Regions from separate parts of the Mus musculus genome. Here region 1 is linked to region 2. A link is a contact called in public promoter capture Hi-C data. All regions are on one chromosome and are shown on one strand. The core of a region is the stretch at or near the end of the contact, and the rest is flanking DNA. Distances in the headings are between cores, read along the strand shown.

What was found. Capture Hi-C pulls out chosen DNA fragments and counts their contacts.
Region 1: a promoter capture Hi-C map of liver shows a contact between it and region 2, with 3 times the contacts expected there. The contact joins the promoter of Pifo here to the promoter of Inka2 in region 2. A contact is called at or near these places in 1 of 39 promoter capture datasets (pre-B cells) and 1 of 9 other capture datasets (liver).

Annotation. Positions count from the first base shown.
Region 1 is chr3:105,996,874-106,003,804 of GRCm38.p6, reverse strand. Pifo (primary cilia formation) reads left to right here and starts at 2,308. Exons shown (of 6, transcript NM_029604.3): 1 at 2,308-2,478; 2 at 2,562-2,707; 3 at 3,335-3,433; 4 at 4,147-4,277; 5 at 5,416-5,533; 6 at 6,606-6,848. The coding sequence starts at 2,418. The coding sequence ends at 6,674.
Region 2 is chr3:105,703,316-105,709,964 of GRCm38.p6, reverse strand. Inka2 (inka box actin regulator 2) reads right to left here and starts at 5,366. Exons shown (of 2, transcript NM_175398.4): 1 at 5,140-5,366. The coding sequence starts at 5,196.

The sequences.
Region 1 (6,931 bases), core at 1,059-3,558, 300 kb before region 2:
CCCTCTTTAGGAGAGTTATATTTCCTAGGACGCATCACTCCCCGATTGGCTGCAGCCCATGGCCGAGCTGACGTTCACGGGAAAGGTAGAGTACAAGTAGTCATAAAATACCCTTGGCTCATGCGCAGATTATTTGTTTACCACTTAGAACACAGGATGTCAGCGCCATCTTGTGACGGCGAATGTGGGGGCGGCTCCCAACAACAAACCACATGAAACTCAAGAAGAAGGAAGACCGAAGTGTGGATACTTTTATCCTTCTTAAAGAGGGAACAAAATACCCATGGAAGAAGTTACAGAGGCAAAGAGTGGAGCAAACTGAAGGAATGACCATCCAGAGACTGCCACACCTGGGGATAAATCACATATACAGTCACCAAACCCAGACGCTGTTGTGGATGTCAACAAGTGCTTGCTGACAGAAGCCTGTTATAGCTGTCTCCTGAAAGGCTCTGCCAGTGCCTGACAAATACAGAGATGGATGCTCACAGCCATCCATTGCTTTGAGCACAGGGTCCCCACAAAAGAGCTAAAGAAAGGACCTAAGGAGCTGAAGGGATTAGCAGCCCCATGGGAAGAACAACAATATGAACCAACCAGTACACCCAGAGTTCTCTGGGACTAAACCACCAACCAAAGAGTACACATGGTGGGACTCAGGGCTCCAGCTGTGTACATAGCAGAGGATGGCCTAGTCGGTCATCATGGGAAGAGATGGTCCTCCCTTGGTCCTGTGAAGGCTCTATGCCCCAGTGTAGGGGAATGCCAGGGCCAGGAAGCAGGTGTGGCTGGGTTGGGGAGCAGGGGGAGAGGGGAGGGGATAGGGGGGTTTTGGAGGAGAAACCAGGAAAGGGGGTAACATTTGAAATGCAAATAAAGAAAATATCTAATAAAAAAAATCTTAGCGGATGCTCACAGTCATGCTCAAGGAGCACAGGGTCCCCAATGAAGGAGCTAGATCAAGGACCCAAGGAGCTGAAGGGGTTTGCAGTCCCATAGGAGGAACAACAATATGAACCAACCAGTACCCCCAGAGCTCCCAGGGACTAAACCACCAACCAAAGAAAACACATGGTGGGACTCGTGGCTCTAGCTGCATATGTAGCAGAGAATGGACCAGTTGGCCATCAATAGGAGGAGAGGCCTTTGGTCCTGTGAAGGTTCTATACCCCAGTATAGGGGAATGCCAGGGCCAGGAATGGGAGTGAGTAGATTGGGGAGCAGGGGAGGAGGGAAGGGATAGGGGATTTTCAGAGGGAAAACTAGTAAAGGGTTAGATGTAAATAAAGAAAATATCTAATAAAAAAATCTAAAAAATAATCTAAGGAAGGAAGGAGAGAGGGGGGGGGAGGGAGGAAGGGAGGGAGGGAGGGAGGGAGGGAGGGAGGGAGGGAGGGAGGAAGGAAGACACACAGCAGCATGGGCCAGACAGTGTGTCTTGTTACCTCCTATACCTGGACAAGTCGTAAAGCTACCCTAAAACACAGGGGAGAAAAGTTCTTGTTTCTGCACAGGACAAAGTTTAATAACAAACATTCTGATGTTCTTTCTCTCAGTAGTATGAAAAAGCTCAAAGGTTAGTTGGCTGTTATCTATGTGATGAAAACCTTTTACGTTGACAACTGCTAGGAAGTACACACTGTGTGGTTTTGCTTCCACAGCCTTAAAACACTCAGCAAACCTGTCAGTAGAATTATGAGGATACTGAGACTTACAAAAATGTTAAATTATTAAGCTCTTCAACAATGCAAATGCACTCTTAGTGTTCCACTGAGAGCCATTAGCTTTTGAAAGCCTCCTACCCACACGTTCCTGCGCTCTCCTACCCCTGCACCCCTACACACACACACACACACACACACACACACACACACACACACACACACACGATCTCAGACTTGAGGAAAAAGAAAAACGGATCTAAAATGGACCTGATGGGGTCCTTGCTGTCAGCGCAATCTCAACACCCACCTGCCCCACAGTCCTCTGCTCCAGGCATCGTTCAGAGGCACAATCTTCCTCACTTGTCAGCACAGAGTTTTCTCCTTTTCTGGTCCCCGGAGTCCAGACCTAGGGTGATCTGAGCCCCATAGACCTACCTTTACAGCAGTGTATTCTTCGTGGACTTTTCCAAAGAAGTTTTCCACACACTCACCCATGTAGCCCTTCCACCTGGTGCCTAGCTGGTGCCACCCTCTAGAGTTAAGAGCCTCAAAGCTTAGATGTAACTTGACCTGTGTCCTGAGCAACCTGCTGCGCAGGCGCGCTCAGAGCTCTCCGCGGTTCCGTTCCCTTGGCAACGTAGTACACAGAGCTAATCCTAGCACCCTGCAGGATGTGCTTCAGCAGAATAGGTAAGGAGAGTAGCAGAGATTTACAGAGCAGACAGCAGAAGAAGGGTAAGAAGAGCAGGAGAGATGAACACGGAGGAAATACCGGTTGCTCCTCCGCTCCGTGGAGTTACACCTGCTTTACAATGTAAGAGTTGGCAGCACGGTCCCCTTGCCCCATGCTTCCCTCCACCCACGTGCTCACCTGGAGTTTCTTCTCTTGATCTTTAGGGAAGGTGAATAATTACTCCTTTGGAACACGTCAAGCGAGGAAACTCTTTCCTCACTACCATCCCCCAACCTGGCTGGGGAACCTGTATCTCCCTCTTAGGGGAATGCCCCACACAGGCCCTGGGTGTTATGCAGCAGCAACAGATGTAAGTATTCACTTCCCCTTGGGTGGGACTCAGTTTCCTGTCTACAGCAGGATGCATAGGTGTTCTGGGAGAAAAACTGCTCTATGTGTAACTTTAATTTCTGGGTCCCAATATGAGACAAGCTGTAGAGCCTATGTGTAAACTACGATAGTTCGCCACTTTCCATCCCCCACTAAACGCAAGCTTGTCTTCATATAATCCCTTCCCTGTCTTCACTTCCAGCGCCCTCTTGAGCTGTCAGTCAGTACAATCTTCAGGCTGACTCTTCCATAAAAGTAAATTCAGTTGTTGACAGCTCTAAAGACTGAAGCCATTGGGATACACAGAAATTCATGTGTTTGTCTGTCCAGCCACACCTCTTTGCAAAGTCACTTGTGTCATTTGTTGAACTCTATGCTTTTGACTATAAAAGAACCAAGACAAGGTGGGGGAAGGCCATGTCTTGCAGAGAAGTTTACACATTCTGTATTCACTCCACTTTGAAGGCCGTTCTAGGATTGTGTTACTAATTCTGATGCTTTTCTTCTTTCTCCACCCCACCCCACCACCGCACCACCACCACCCCAACCCCACGCCCACCCCACCCCCCACCCCACCCCGCCTTCGTTCTCTTCCTTCCACTGGAAGTGGAATGGTTTGGCATATAATCTATCGAAAGTCCCAACCAGTACGAAAGGCTATGCTATTGGAGCCAGGACAGCTGTGAGGTTTAAGCCAATCAGCAAGGTAATGTTCTGGGATTGTTCTGGGTGGATCATGTGGCAACATAAATTTATGTTGAGACATTAACACAGGTAGATGATTGGGAAGCAGGGAGAAAAGCCCTTCACTAAAGAAATGGATCCAAAGCAAGGTTTTAATAACCAAAAGTTGAAATTGAGAACCTACATACATCACGTTATCTTGTCAGTTAAAGGATAAATTCCAACTTTTTTACTTTGTGGTATATGTGTCTGGCTAGATTTCAAGTCTAATTATGTGGGGGGAAATCTTATCTTTCTTTTTCTGATGTAGTTCTGAGCCTAGACTGCACCAGGCAAATGTGCTTTCACTGAGCTCTAACCGGGCTGCATAAGTTCCTACTCTCTTATTAGTGGTTTTCCACATAGACAGTCAAGGACTGGAGATACTAACTATAAAATTCTCCCAGTGGTAGACTGTACCAACTAACATTGGTTCCTTACCCATACTAAGTTTATTTCTGTGTGTTGTATGTCATTATACAACTTCCCCAGCCCCATACTAGGTTTTTGCCTACAAGGCCCTATTTCTACATCTTTGACACACTAACCTGTATGTAGATGACTTATAAACAGGATAAAAATGACTCTGTTTTGTTTACCTTAAGTGATTTGTGTTAAATTATATCTTATCAAGATATAGATTATATCTTATGAAAGATATCTGTATTTAATCCACTAATCTTTTTGTGATTACAGGATGTGACACCATACCCAGGGATGTATCAGAAAGTTGATACTTTGAGTGAAAAACACAAAAAAAGCTTTGCTCCATTTAATATCTTGATGCCTCGATTTAGGAGTGCAGCAAAGGGTGATTCTTACCCCGGGTATGTCTACTGCTTACTGTGCATTTCGAAGGGAAATAGGAAAAGAAGTACATAAAGCAGGAATTACATCCAAACTTTCTCAGCTAAATCTTTAAAGATTTGATATCTAACTTTCCAGGTCTCTGGTACTGTTTAGGTTGTAGAGTCAGTTATTAATTCAGTAGATATTTGCTAATGTGTCCGGCGGTTTTGTAGCTTCCATATATCATTCACTATACCCACCAAACAGGGATCCTGATCTCCTGGAGATTACATATTAGAACTAACAAACTCAGACATAAATACTCGAGAAAATATCAACAGTAGTAAGAATACTAACCATATAATTCACTAATCAAACTTCAACACTTCCACGAGTGAAGTAGGCCAAGTGACAGTTACCCCAGGACAGTAGCATAAGCCCTGTCACGCTCACACCTGAACATGTGGTGAGCTGGTGCTGTCCTATAGAGAGAGGCATTAGAACAGGATGTAGAGCGATACGCTGGAGGCTACTTTATCTGAGATTGTTAAGGAAAGCATTCAGCAAGTACTATTGGATCTGAGACCTGAACAAATAGATTAAGTCATTTCTATGAAGGTGTAAAGACAGAGCAGAAAGAACCACAAGCACAAAAACTTTAAATTAAGAAAGAATTTGATGAGGTCGAAAAGGAGAGACATTATCATGGCTAGGGTATAGTGAGAAGGAAGGAAATATCCCCTCACAATAGAGTCTGTAAGAGGATTACAAACAAAGGCAACCCAAAACTAATCTCAGTGACAAGAAAAGCAAATGGTTCTGCTTTGCTTGTCCCTAGATTGTAGGCTAGGTTGTTGCTGAATGTCTTTCATGAAGTTCAGATCTTGGGCAGCACTTATCTGTCATCACAGTGGGTCTCTGACCACTCACTCTTCTGGTATCTGCTGGCCTGTCGGCTGAGGACACTGAGTTACAGAAATATTCTTAAACTAGAGTCTGTCATTACCCTATTTGGATGTTGAGGCTGGTTTTCTTTAACCTAATGAGAAATAAAATAACAGGGAAATGATGCTCATGTTTGCCTGACATCAAAAGGCTAGTCCTCTTTTCCCAAAGACTGGTAAGATGTTTTGTTCAGTCATCTACCATGATATCTGTATTTCTATTTATTTCTAGCCCTGGCACATACAATCCAGAGATGAAGTCAGTCCCAAAAGTTACTTGGCCAATGAAATTTGGATCTCCAGACTGGTCTCAGGTTCCATGTCTAGAGAAAAGGACTCTAAAGGCTGAGGTAATAAGAGTGGCCTTTAAAACACTGTTCTGTCTAGTACTACATACTATATATCATTTATTCTTAACCAGAAGTCTGTAAGTGAAATTAAGGTAGTTCATGATCCCCTGAAGGAGTGAGTGTGTGTGTGTGTGTGTGTGTGTGTGTGTGTGTGTGTATGTGTGTGTGTGTGTGTGTGTGTGTGTGTGTGTGTGAATGTGAGGATCTTTTTGGAGAGTTATACATCTGCATTAGCATTTTATAAATAATTATGACTAACCAAATATCATATTTTATTTGTTCCTTAGATAAGGGAATAACTGCTTCTGATAATCCCTTAAAGTAAACAAGAAAAAATAGCCTATATAACATAGGAAGATATTGAGAATAGTAATGATTAGGTGACTGGGCAGCTGCAGTTCATATTTATAACTCCTGATTCACTGCTCTTTCTGACATATCACATGTGAGTCAGATCACTGCAGAACTGGAGAGCATCCTGGTCAAGAATGTGGAGCGTATTACCTGTCTTTAAATAAGAGTTCTGTCTTGGGTTCCTTTATGGTCTTTAGGGATTTTCTATGCATCAATTTTTATCTTTAAAATGGATTTAATAATGCAATTAATTTTTCTGGCATTGTTATAAAGCTTAATAACAGTTATATGGAAAATCATTTAATACGGTACATAAGAATATGTACCTAATATGGATTTGCCATCATAATTCTAGATTTATGTTTTTTCCCTAGTGGAATTGAGGATTATGTCCATAAATATTTGTTATATGCTTAATATATAGATGTATATGCTAGGGCCTATGGGTAACATAGTTAAACGTACAATCCTTGCCTTCAAGATGCTGATCAACTACTCAGAATTTTCCACATAGCTACTAATTCCTAGCATGATAAACACCAGAGTATGATGTTCTCAGTTCACAAATGTTGAATCACTACACCTCAATTATTATTGGGCCTGGCTTTACTTAGACCATAGGGTCAGTACTGTGAAGTTTTATTTCATGTAGCCAGGAAGATCGGAAGCAGAAGATCCTCACTAGGATACTAAGCTAGACAATTTTCTTTCGTTGCAGCTGTCCGCAGACAAGGACTTTAGAAAGCATCGTAGCCGTGTGGCCTACTTTAGCCTATATTACCAGTGAAATGTAGGCACTGTCTTCACGTGCTGTCCTGACCACAGAGTCTCCAGAACTGAGGACATAATTGCTCCTGTATTTCTGTGTTCCTCGGCCCTCTTGTCTGCCCATTTCGTGTCCAGAGAGGGACAGGGTCTCATTGTCACCCTCCAAATACATAAAGGCTGGTTCAGAATGTTCCTACTCTGTCTCTTTGTTTGTGGTCTAGTTGTCCCTGTTGGTTATCTAACCAGATTGTTTTATTTTTGAGAAATACTCAGGGA
Region 2 (6,649 bases), core at 4,117-6,616:
CTTTTTTTTTTGTTTGTTTTTGTTTTTTGTTTTGTTTTGTTTTTTGTTTTTTGAGACAGGGTTTCTCTGTGTAGCCCTGGCTGTCCTGGAACTCATTCTGTAGACCAGGCTGGCCTCGAACTCAGAAATTCACCTGCCTCTGCCTCCCAAGTGCTGAGATTAAAGGCGTTCGCCACCACACCCGGCTCCTGACCTCTTCTAAATCATGTTCCTTCCTCATTTGCTTCCTCTCCTGTCATATGACACCCTAAGTCTCAGGATATATATCTCTGACCATGCTGCTGTCTGGTGCACAGAGGAAAAAGTCAGTCTTTAGCACGTCTCTCCAGGCTATTCTGCCCACTATTTCCCTACATAGAGTCTACGGTCCAGCAAACTCAATTTGGTCTTCAGACACCCACATGACTTTAACCTCTGTGCCATCTGCCTATGTTTCATTGTGGGTCCACCTTTGTACGAGTCCTCATTGATCCCCAGGGTCTCATGTAGGTGCTGTCTCTCTGCAACAGGACACTTGCATCACGTAGCTGGATGTTGCTGCTCCTTTCTCAAAGTGCTGCCCACCCCTTACAGAGCGTAAACTCCCCATCTTTGTTCATCTTTGCACATTCCATTGAGCAGGTAGGAACAGCAGCTCTGTCGACATCTGTCTAGGTCTGAATCCAACCCTCACCACTTATCACCTCTATGACCTTGGCCGAGTTGCCTAACCTTTTCCAGTCTCTATTTTCTTGTTTTAAAAATGAGAATAAAGCTAGGTTGTAGTGGTTCACACCTGTAATCTCTGCCAGTCTAGGTAAACCTAGGCAGTGTCTCAAAAGAGCAAAAACTCACACACACACACACACACACACACACACACACACACACACACACACACACACAGAGCGAGAGAGAGAGAGACAGACAGACAGACAGAGACAGACAGACAGACAGACAATAATAAAAGAAAAGGAAGACAATAGCAAAAACGCAACTTCTTAGGTTGCTTTAACAGTTAGATGGTGTAGTGTGCTGATGTGTCTCAGAACTGAAGCTTGGCCAGGATCTCACACATGCTAGGCAAACACTCTATACTGAGTCATGACACAGCCTTGACATTTAACATCAACATCTACATATGCTTTCTTTTCTACTAACTATCCCCTCCCTGAAGATCAAATTTGGGTATGTTTTCATTTGTATTTACACACAGTCACTGTGTCTGGTCAGTGCCTTAAGCCAGTATGAACTCCTTAAACCTGTCTGTCTCTTATGCAGACCAGTCTGAGAAGCATGACATCAAGTTTATCCAAGGCTAGGTCTCGTAACACACATCTTAGTCCTGACCTTGGGAGGCTAAGAGCAAGAGACTTTCAAGTTCAAGACCAGATTCTACTTATATTATCATTTACTCTTCCCTGTAGCTATTTGAAGCAGTTATCTTTAACAATGCATTCTAAAGATAAGAAAAACCACTAATATACAGACAGGGCCAAGGTTTGGGTTCAAGCTGACCTGGTCCCAAATCCTATGTCCCTACTGACCCCAGACTCACTGACCCAGAAACTCTCTTTCTTCCCCCTGGTGAGGGAGAGGGGTGGGTTTTCACACAGAGAATGAGATGTTTTTGCAGAAGCTTTTCTTTGTTTAAAAAAAAAGGGGGGGGTGCTTTGCTCAAGACTTGAAAGCTCCAATTATAACTTCTCCACACCCTTCTTTTCTCCTTATTTTGCCTTTGGGCCCCATTCCTTAGTCATATGCTAGGACACCCTAAACTTGTAGCCACTAGTGACTGAAGAATTGCCTTCTGGGAATATATGTTCCCTGTAAGAGTTTTTCCCAGCCTGTGAGAAAGAAGTCCATTGGTTACTTCCCCAGGGCTCAACTAGGATGGACATTTCATAATGACCTCCTACGACATTTCCCTCCTCCGGGAAGTCACCCCAGCATAGCCGAACTTCAAGAGCTCTGATCATTCAAACTCTATGCATTTGGCTTATTCAGGATTGATCTAAGCTCACAAGAAGTGTCTGCTAGCATCCTACGTCTGCTTCTCCTGTGTGCCTATACATTTGTGTCTATACATTTGTTGGAAGCCTGAATGGATGCCGTGCTTAAGGAACAGCTGGTCCCAAGGCCTGTGTTCAGGCCCCTCTCTGGCAGCCGGAGGGAAAGGGAAGCGCTGGGCTGGACATCCATCGCAGCCCCTGCCCCTACCCCCACTTAAGAAGAGTGTCAGCTGCAGCCACTCTTTCAGCTGCACTTCATTCCTGAAACTCGACCCTCCTCCTCTTCCAGGCAAGGAGAGAGGAACAGTGCTCTAGCTCCGGGAGTTAATTGAGCCAGGGTCTCTGAACTCTCAACCTCTCTCCTGCATTGATTATTATAATTCATGCTTCTTGCTTCAGGAAATTTGGCCATTTGGCTATGTTGGTTTGGTTTTGTTTTGTTTTGTTTTGTTTTGTTTTGTTTTGTTTTTTAGGAACAACTCTTCTTGGTTGAATTTCGGTGTCAAGGAAAGAAATGGGTAAAAGAGGGAACATGGGATGCCCTGGACAAAGACAATTTCACAACCTGTTAAAGTTGCCTTTTGCAACAGGTTCATCCCGTAGGGTCTACAGGGCATTCTTGACAGGAATTTAATACAATAAGCAAATGCAGACCTTAATCAGAATTGCATGAGGCATTCCTGGGCAAGAACCAGAAAGAAGACAGTCCTTTTGGATGGCACAGAAGATCCCGTCTGGAGTGAACCAACCGCACACAAAAGCCTGTATGTAATGTTTGTAATACTTAGGCCACTACAGCCTGAGAGTATAGAGAAGCCCAAGGGTCCCTATCCACGCCATAGCCAAGATCCACAAATTCAATCCCTACAGTCTATGGAGGAAGGCAGCTCAGGTGCGGGCCCAGGCTAACAGCACTTTGCTTTCCTCTTTGCTCCAATTAGGGATAGTGAGGCTCAGAGGTCAGCTTTGCTATTGGGATACTGAGGTGAGGCAGCAGGGGGTGAAACACTGATAGCTCTGCCCATTGCTCTGCTGGGACTCTTCTTCAGTAAGCTGATGGTGGGGAGGGAGCAGGGGACCACGGGGTGGGGAGTGAAGAACTTTGCCATCAGAGTGTCATTCTGGGCCCTGGGCCAGGCAGTTGGCTTCCTCTCCAAGATAGTCAAAGGCTGGAGATGCTCAGACAAAAGGCCAAATGAAAACCGAAGGGGAGTGGGTGACTTTAGTCTCTCCTTCTCCCAGGCACAGGGACTCAAGGCCTTGGTGGGGGTTTGCAGATCAAAATCTGGGAGCTCAGCTCAGTGCAGATTTCTTTTCTTTCTTAAAAAATTCTCTTGACATCAGCAGACTGTCTTCTCCCCCACCACCTCCCACATAGAGTGCCATAAAATGCAAATCAGTTAAGATTTAGAAAATCCATCCCCATGCCAGGAACACCCACAGACCCTCTATAGATGCTTCTCCTGGTGTGGTGGCATGATCCCAGGTGCCAGGCACAAAGAGGATAGATACTATTAGAATCTGTTCTTTTCTCAGCATGGGCTTTGATCCTCAGCCATGATCTTGGTCTTTCTGGTACTGGCCACGTGAAGTGGGACCGTGAGCAGGGGACTTTATTTATGGTCCAAGACCACCATCCCAAACTAGCATGGCATGCATATGTAAACTGATAAGGTACAGGACCTGGTACAGTTCGGAAGAGCAGCAAAGACGTGTTTTGGAGCGCTAGTAACTTTCATATCTGCATGTCATCACAGAAAGGGCTCAGAGGGAAGGACTAAGGAAGTGAACTATAACGTGAAAAGGCAGTCTCTTGGACCAGACCGGACAAGACTAGGGCCAGGTCGTCTTGGTCAGGAGCATCAATGAAAGCACCTGCTATTCTACTTCTGCTTCCTCTCTCCACCCTACTACCACCAAAGCCTGCCTGTTACACATTGCCAGGCAGGCAGAGTGGAATCTCTGCAGCTAGGACTGGAAAGGTTATCTCTCGGGATCTTAAGAAGCCTGAGCTGGGCACTCTCTGAATCCAGATCTGCCTGGGTGACCTGACTGAATAGAAGAAAGAAGGAGCTAAGTGAGCCAGGAGGGCCTACTGCCATGGGAGATAAAAATGAAGGAGACATTGAGAGGTGGAGTGGGAGGTAGAAGCTAAGGCAGTCTAGATGGAGAAGGGACGGGCGGAGCTGAGAAAAGACGCACATTACCTACCTATCTGTCTGAATCCTGGTGGTAAAGGAAAACCAGAAGGGAGGGAGAAAGGGAGGGAAGGAGGGGAAGGAGGAGGGAGAGGGGAAAGAGGAGAGAGAAGAGAGACAAGAGGAGAGAGAGGCAAGAGAAAGAAATCAGAATTCACCTGGCTTCCCTAACACAGCCTTAACAGTCACTTATCCCTCTTCAGTGATTCATCCCCCCACTCCAGGGTAGCATACTCACCCTCAGCACCCCGAGGCCCCGCACACTCCCAGCGCACTCCCCAAGCCCAGACCTGACATCTGGCCGAGCCTCCACAACTCCCGCTCCGCGATCTGCCAGGCGGCACCCCTCCTCCCCCGTCATTACAGCTGCCACCCCCCTCCCTGCTGGCAGACAAGCCCGGGCAGACAGCCGGCCAAGCCTGCCCCCGCAGCCGCGCCAGCTCTGCCAAGCCCAGCAGAGCTGGGGGCCCCGGGCGGTGCCAGCTCCCCACGAGCGAGCGAGCAGTCCAGCCTGACCTCCTGCACAGGGCAGGGACCTGTCTGCGCGCTTCAGGAGCCCGGCACCCGACCACTGGCGCCCGATGCCTGTGCCTGTCATTCCTGCGACTCTGGACACTTGAGCCTTACTCCGTCCGTGTGCCTGTCCCCTCTGGGTGTGTCCTCCTTTCTCTTCAGTTGTTCTGTCACATTCAACTTATCTGGGTGCTCTGACTCCCTGTTACTTGTCCATATCTCATCAGAAATCTTTGCCAAAGTTTGTTACCTCTGAGCAACGTCCCTAGCCTCTACCTACCAGTTGGCATCCTCTCTCCTCTCCTCTCCTCTCCTCCCCTCTCCTCTCCGCTTCCGCCCGGTGCACGGAGCGCGGGGGGGGGGGGGGGGGGCAAGTCAGGTACCTAGGTCTGGGTGGAGCAGTCCTCCCTGTCCCCAGGCTCCTGCTCCGATCTTACCAGCTCCTGTTTGAGGCGACGCAGATAGCAGTCCATGTCCTTGCTCTCCTTTGTCATTCGCCCATTTGCTGGGCTCGGGCTCACGAGAAAGTAGGGTTCTCAGTGCGCTCCGCGCCCTTATCCGCGCTGAGCCGAGCCTCAGCTCCAGCGTGGGGACTTAGAGCGGCGTTCCCCGCTGCTGCCGCTCAATGCCCGGGATAGGGGCGGAGGAAAAGTGCAGCAGCCAATGAGAACTCAGAAGGGGTATCTTCGGCCAATGGGAAGAGCGGTCGGGGAGGGGGGGTGCTCGGGCCTGGCGACCCGAGAAAGTCTGTCACCGGCCTTGCAGACAGCAGCAACTACTGGGAGACTCGCAGAGGTCTTGATTAGGTTCTGGGTTCTGTGGGGCATGGAACTGGCAAAGCCCCCAGTCAAGTGCATTCATTGTCTATTATAAAGGAAGAACGCAGTTTTAGGATTGAGGACTAGGACTAGGCAGGAGGGTCACAGTGTTGAATCTTAACTCCTTTCAGAGAAGAAAACGCTCTCCTTTGCCTTCCCCTTAAATCCCTCAGAAGCCTTTTCTTTCTAAAGAGGGTCCTGGAAGTTCACGGCTCCATTTCATCTCCTCCGGGCCCACTCCTCTCTAGCGCTAGCGGAAGGAAGCGGCTTCCGCTAGGTCTCAGCTGGTGTGGCAGTCTATTGTGTTCAAGGTAGACCTGGTGATACTGAGTAAGAGAGACAAGGTCTCAGCCTTGCATAACTTTTATCGTGGAGGAGAAGGAACTATGAGACAAACAAGTAAATATGAGGATAGTCACTTCAGAGAGCGAATTTTAATGGAAGATTTAAAGATGGGGTGTTGGGAGCTGTTTCAATAGAGTTGGCAGGGAGTGGAGAAACAGGCCTTTCCCTTCCTAGAACTCCCTAATGCTGGCCTTCTTGAATAGGGGAGAAGAGGACTTGAGGACGCTCTGAGGATAGTTGACAGGCATTTCCCTGGTACCCATGCAGTAACTCCTAGGGGTGTAAGGGGTGGAGTTGGGGCACAGCGAAAGGGGTGCTTCTGCAGGCCAGTCCAACTCGATACTTCTAAAGCCGGCCTCCTGGCCACTTGCCTGACTTAAGTTACCCTCGGTGAGCAAACACCTCACCATTCGGCCTGCCAGAGTAATTAGTAACAATTTGCTTTGCTTTGTTTCAAGAAAATTAATAGGGGAAAGTTTGCCCCTGGCAAGATTTTGGTGGTCTGTGTGAGACAGAACCAAAAGGATGCAAGAGAAGCCGCGAAGGGAGAAAGCAGACACTGTGGACATTCATTTGATGCCAGCCAAGATCACTTCTTCAAAAACATTTAGGGGGTAGGTGAAGAACTTGGTGACTGTGACTATGCTCCTGGCCTATCTTCTCACTCCTCTTCAGAGTGATGTGCCAGTCAGAAAGTTAGGCTGGACGGTGTTGGTGCTGTTGAATCAGTTCAAGAAAGTAGTGGGTCAGAGCAGCATCCTCCACCATGACCCTCCTAGGAAAC